Linked DNA regions of Sus scrofa: region 1 is linked to region 2. A link is a contact called in public Hi-C data. All regions are on one chromosome and are shown on one strand. Each heading gives the region's core, a stretch centred on a gene start, on an enhancer-like site or on the middle of the called end of the contact. The rest is flanking DNA. Distances are from core to core; before and after follow the strand shown. Region 1 overlaps ATG10 (autophagy related 10). Region 2 overlaps LOC110259415 (a long non-coding RNA gene).

What was found. Hi-C and Micro-C count contacts between places; a contact is called where the count stands out from the background.
Region 1: a contact with region 2 is called in a Hi-C map of fetal skeletal muscle, with 3 times the contacts expected there. The contact joins two enhancer-like sites. A contact is called at or near these places in 6 of 47 Hi-C or Micro-C datasets (embryonic fibroblasts, epiblast stem cells, fetal skeletal muscle and 2 more) and 1 of 2 datasets of contacts at active chromatin or transcription factors (skeletal muscle).

The regions. Positions count from the first base shown.
Region 1 is chr2:90,579,092-90,581,791 of Sscrofa11.1, reverse strand. It overlaps ATG10 (autophagy related 10), which reads right to left. Exons shown (of 5, transcript NM_001190281.1): 4 at 1,003-1,141. Among named protein-coding and RNA genes, the nearest start is that of RPS23, 100 kb to the left of the region's middle. Within about 2 kb of position 1,326, at least 18 of the 83 cell types and tissues checked have an H3K27ac peak or open chromatin away from gene starts, as enhancers often do. A contact at or near this core is called in fetal skeletal muscle, where this site is marked.
Region 2 is chr2:90,350,509-90,353,208 of Sscrofa11.1, reverse strand. It overlaps LOC110259415 (a long non-coding RNA gene), which reads right to left. Exons shown (of 3, transcript XR_002341792.1): 3 at 1,656-2,263. Among named protein-coding and RNA genes, the nearest start is that of ATG10, 85 kb to the left of the region's middle. Within about 2 kb of position 1,373, at least 71 of the 83 cell types and tissues checked have an H3K27ac peak or open chromatin away from gene starts, as enhancers often do. A contact at or near this core is called in fetal skeletal muscle, where this site is marked.

The DNA.
Region 1 (2,700 bases), core at 77-2,576, 230 kb before region 2:
CACCAGGGAGTCTATGAGAATTTGTTCTTGTGTTTTAAATCCTAAGTGCTTGTTAAACCGCCAACACTGCAAAATTAGAGACCATTAAACAATATAAGGCAGCAAGTGATTAAATCTACCAAATACACATTCAAAGCAGCTTAAGCTACTTTTTAATTAAAAATAAAATATCACTGGCTAAATTCAGATGTCTTAGCTATCCAGAAAAGGTTAGAAGGCTGTTCAAAATGCAAAAGGCTGCTAAGTCCAGATAGAAAACGAGAAACAGGGGAGGGTGGGCTGGGGAAGTGGCTCTTCTTGTCCCTGAGTCCAGGGTGGAGGGGCCTCAAAATGCTGACCCAGTTTAGTCAGAGGACAATGTGAAGTGGGGAGTCCCAGCAGCACTGCAGGGTGAGGACTCCACGCGGCTGCTGATTAAATAAGCTTTATTAGCCAAGGCCTCAGAGGAGACAGGGTGTTCCACCTTGGCAAAGGGAATGAGTTGAGTAACAGCATGGCAGGAAGCTGAGGCATCAGAGATGTATAGATGGCTGAAGGAAATGTTAGCGCTATTTTAAAATACAGCTTAAACGGATTGATAAACAGTTCCTGAAATAATAATTAGTGCTTGGGGAAGGAGACATGGGTACTTTTGAGTTAATGGGATCACTTGAGATGGAAAGAAATCTTTACCGTAAAGTTAGAGTAAATAAACCTTGTAGCTTTAAGTTGTTCCTACTTGTTTAAAGTAAAGAAAAGAAAAAGGGCCAGGGGGGCTTAGTCAACGTTGGGCAGGAGGCCAAGAATCTGAAGATCAGACTTAAGGCTGGGATGATATCATTCACTCTCAAGTCTCGATACTCTTTCTAAAGCATGAGAAAATTTACTGGTAAAGCCTTACCTCACCCACAGTTTTCTTATTTTTAACTCTATTTTTTTCTCTCAAGAATAATTTTCCAAATCTGCTTTCTGCCTTATATGTAAATGTTATGAATTTACATTTAGCTTCCAACATGGTCTTACCTAAAAAGCTTGCCCTAAAGTAAAGCACAGGCACTTGGTAGCTGCAGGAATATAAGACATGATATTCATATTTAATCACTTCAGTTGCCGTGTCAGTCTCTGTCACTTCAGAATCATCCAGGGGTGGCTCTAAAGCCTCCTGAAAAAAAAAAAGCAAATACAAAAACAAACAAAATATGTTTGTCAATAAAAAGAATACATTAACACAGAGAGAGAAAGATGTGGATTTTCTTTTGCAAAATGACAGTTAAATAAATATAGGACTATGAGGTAAGGAAAAGGGAGTTTCCCACATTAATGTTTAACATTTGAGTCCTGGGTAAATAGTAAAACCAGAAAACATTAGCACTAAGTAATTCCAGATTGTTTTTGAGAGACAAAGCAACTCTGGGTAAAGAAACAGGAAGAAAAAAAAAGCAAAAAGATCTATTGCAACAGCAACTCTGAAAAATCTTTACTGCACAATTTTAGCAACAAGATGATGGTTATACAAGCTACCTTCTTCCCTACCTGTGAAAGCTAAAAACATCCTAACAATTGAACAAGAGACTGTGAAATGTCCCTAAAGATTCTATTGTACTTGCCAAAAGATGATTCATTGTGTGCTGAACAATTCCCAGTTCCATTTTGAATAAGAAAGTTATTTTGCAAGAGGTTGAGTTTGTTAGGTACATTTCAAAACCTGAGATGAATCTGTTTTCTTTATTATTGTGCTATCTTTGGTATATTTCTCCAATAAATCCTGATTTATAATAGAGTATAGATGGCAAATATTAATGTTAACTTAAACGGGGTTTAAGCAAAGATGTGTTCTAGCCAGCTCACTTCTCACCTAATTATTCTTCACCAGTTGATTTTTTACTACTATTATTATGTGGGGGGGTTTCTTGAGAATGTATTTTAATGTTTGGAAGCAATTAACTGGGCATGTTGAGTCAGAGTCAGATTCTATCCACATTCACTTGTTTATTTGGGTTGAGGAATTTTCTTTGACCTTCCTAGTAGAAGGAAAAAAGCAGGTTGGTTTGGCTCATTTCTACCTCTCATTAAAATGGTAACAACAATGAACAATCAGGAAGAGCTACAGGAAAGATTTCAAACTTTATCAATATGAAATAAGGTTTCCTGTGGAGATAAGTAAAGCCACAGACTACTCTCCAGATCTGTTATCTGCTTTACTAATTCCCCACTCACAGTCAATTCATTGGGGAAGATACTACACTAGATAAATCCCAGCCGAAGATAGTTACAAAATAGTTTTTCACTAAACTCCAGTAAACACTATAAATTAAACACAATGAATTTAAAATAACCACAGAGAAATCATTGAAATAAATATTTCAGATAAAATTAATAAGTAGGGGGCAAAGATAAATATGTCTTCTTTTAAAGCAATTCTCTTAACCCAAGTTCTTTCTTTTTGGTCAAAGATTGGAATTATCTGGCAATTATAATTTCTTTTCTTTCTTAACATTATAAAATCATTGTGATGAAAAATAATTGCAAACACTACACAAGTACATTAAAAAAAAAGTGAAATTCCCCTCATCCCAGCACTTTAGTAACTCAGATTTATAACCATTTTCAATAGGTCATTGTGTACTTTTCCAGAATTTAATTTTTTGGCCTAGAAACACATATACACATATATATCTGCCTCCCCTCCCACTTCTACATCTGCAATTAATATGTGGGCAT
Region 2 (2,700 bases), core at 124-2,623:
AAAAATGAAAGTACCACCCAAAGAAAAGAAGTCTGAATAATTCAGGGAGATTTTTGAGGCATGGCCAACAGGAAAATTCACTGTAGAGAATGACTAAACTTTCAGGAAAGCACACTTCTTTGTGTGTTTTTATTTATTTATTTATTTATTTATTTATTTATTTTTAGGACTGCCTGCTCTAAACTATATTTGAATCCGTTTGATTTGCATTTGTCAAAAGTAACTTACAGTGCCAGAGAAACACCTCAGTTACATTTTCTTTAGATTTTATTTTTAGCTTTGTGTTTTATTTTGTGTTTAAGATAGGCTAGCCCCTTGGGACTAGCACAATTTTCCTGTTTATGGTAGTTTGAAAAATAGGAGAAAGTGTCTTGCTTTTTGTTACCAAAGATTCATGACTGTAGTTATAATTTTTCTAAAAACAGTTAATAACAGCCTACCAACAAGAAGAGTAAATCCTGTACCTGGCTCCCTAAAAGGATTAAATCAGCCTCCCCACCATAACATAGTGGGATAATGGGCAATATTCTCTGCAGAGATAGTTATTTACTCTATAACTTATTTTTGAAGAATATAGAAAAAAAATTTGCTGCATCCACAAGTGGATTTCCAGTCCAAGAGAGATTTGGGGCTGCCCATTTTAGGGACACTGAACCCTTTCAGCTGCCCAAATCTGACCAGACATTACACAGGGGATACTTGCAACCCTCTCTCTCTGATCTCCAGGGTCTGAATGCAGTAAGTGGCCTCCCAAACAAGAGAGAAAAGTTAGTATCAGCGTCTGAGTTCCAACTCCTCCACAAAAACCTGTGGCCCTCAAATGCCACCAAATCCTGAATGCCTACGTCACAACTCAGCAAGTCAGGCCTTGTCCTCTCCAGTTTGAGAAGGATTAAAGGTGCCCAGATAAAACTACGGAATGGAAAGGGTTAATCAGAATCCTCCTCTTCCTCCTCCTCCCTCCGCCCTCCTCCCCCGCCCCCCCGCAGAGCCAGAGTATCTCAGCAGGGAAGCGACTGGAAACCACAAACACCCAAGCTGGGTAGCAGCAACTCTGAACCTGCAGACTTGGCTCAGGGAAAGGAGTCGGTTTAGACGAAATGGTTTTATCAAGGTATCTGAACAGACTCATCAGAGACAGAAAAGGTGGTGCGCCCCTGCCCTCATATCGCAGGAATTTCTTTTATGTTGCAGTCGAAGCCTCCAAATACATTTTATGACCCTAATGCCCTTTATTCCGATAGCCCCCGAGAGGTGTTTGTAGAACTGTCCAGCAGGAGTTCACAACGCAGAGGGAGTGTAGACAGCCCCCGCCCCCCTCCCGCCGTTAAGTGCCCAGCCACGGCGTCCAAGTAATCTTTGCTGAGGGGTGGGCCCGCAAAGAAACAACCTTCGCCCCGGTCCGTGCATCCTCCAACCCAGCGGTGGGCAAGAGGCTGCAGGACAAATTCGCTGACCCTGGCCCGGGCTCCCAGCCCCCTTCCCCTAACACCAACATCCCCCACGCCCTCCTCGGTCCCTTCCCCGCTTCCCATCCGGGGGCTGTCCCTTATCTTCCCCAGAAACCTACCGGCGCTCTGAGCGCCCACCAGCAAATTCCTAACAGCCCCAGCCTTCCAGGAAAGCAAAAGCAAAAAAAAAAAAAAAAAAAAAAGACCATGACATCACGGGCAGGTTTATTTGGGTTTGTTTGTTTGCTTGTTGGCTCGATTAAATACTCGTGGAAGGTGAACGTACCCCACACAGGAGAAGTTTGATGTTGACAAACTTCTGGTGGCAGCGAGACTGTGTCAGCACAACTTCCGGGATAATGAGAGCTGCTTTGCAGGGAGCGCGGCAGCGGCGGCGGGAGGCGGCCACAGGACGGAACAGCAAATGCTATTCAGCCCGAGCAGTTTCAAGCCGCCCGAGCTGGGGAATTACTGTAGTCGAGCTACGGCTCTTACCACCGGCGCTGGATCTGGGCGCGCGTTAGGGGGGGAAGCTGCAGGCACAGGGCGCCGAGAGGGGAGCTTTCAAGTTACTTTGCTCCATCTCTGCACCCGGCAGAGGCAGGCAGGCTGCGTGGTAACTGCCAACATCTTGTTCCCAGCTCCTTTGGGCGGTCGCCCTGGAACCAACCAACTTTTCTCTCCCCCAAAACTCCCTCTTTGTTTCAAATAGGACTCTCCAAAATTTATTCTTGGGAAGACTGACAGCCGGGGTCAAGAAACAGCTGTTGAAGTTAATGTTTCTTCCTCCCACTTCGTCTGATGGTTGTGCCCTGCCAAGACAAAGTGAGAGGCACTGCCTAGTGGCTTCTTTAAACAGACAAGCATTTAGCCAAAAAAAAAAAAAAAAGTGGGGGAAAGAGGGGGGGATATTTTCCTGCTTAACATACAATCTGATCAGAAATGCAACAGCATGTGCCTTTCAACTTGTGCTGATTACTCGCTGAAAAGATGCTGCATCTTTTAGTTTTGAACACTTTGAGCATTGGGGGCAGGGATGGCAGGAGAGGTGGTTGACACTTTTCAAATTTTAGTAAAGGGGCAAAAATTTTAAACCTTCCTCTGACCCACCTGTCCCCCTCTAAGAATGGTAGAATGGCCTTGGGGAGTGGGAAAAAAAGAGTTGCATTCCTTTGCAAGGTTTGATTCACATTTCAAATTCCATGTCATTATGCAGAATAAGGGCTTTCCTAGACCTAGGCAAATTGTT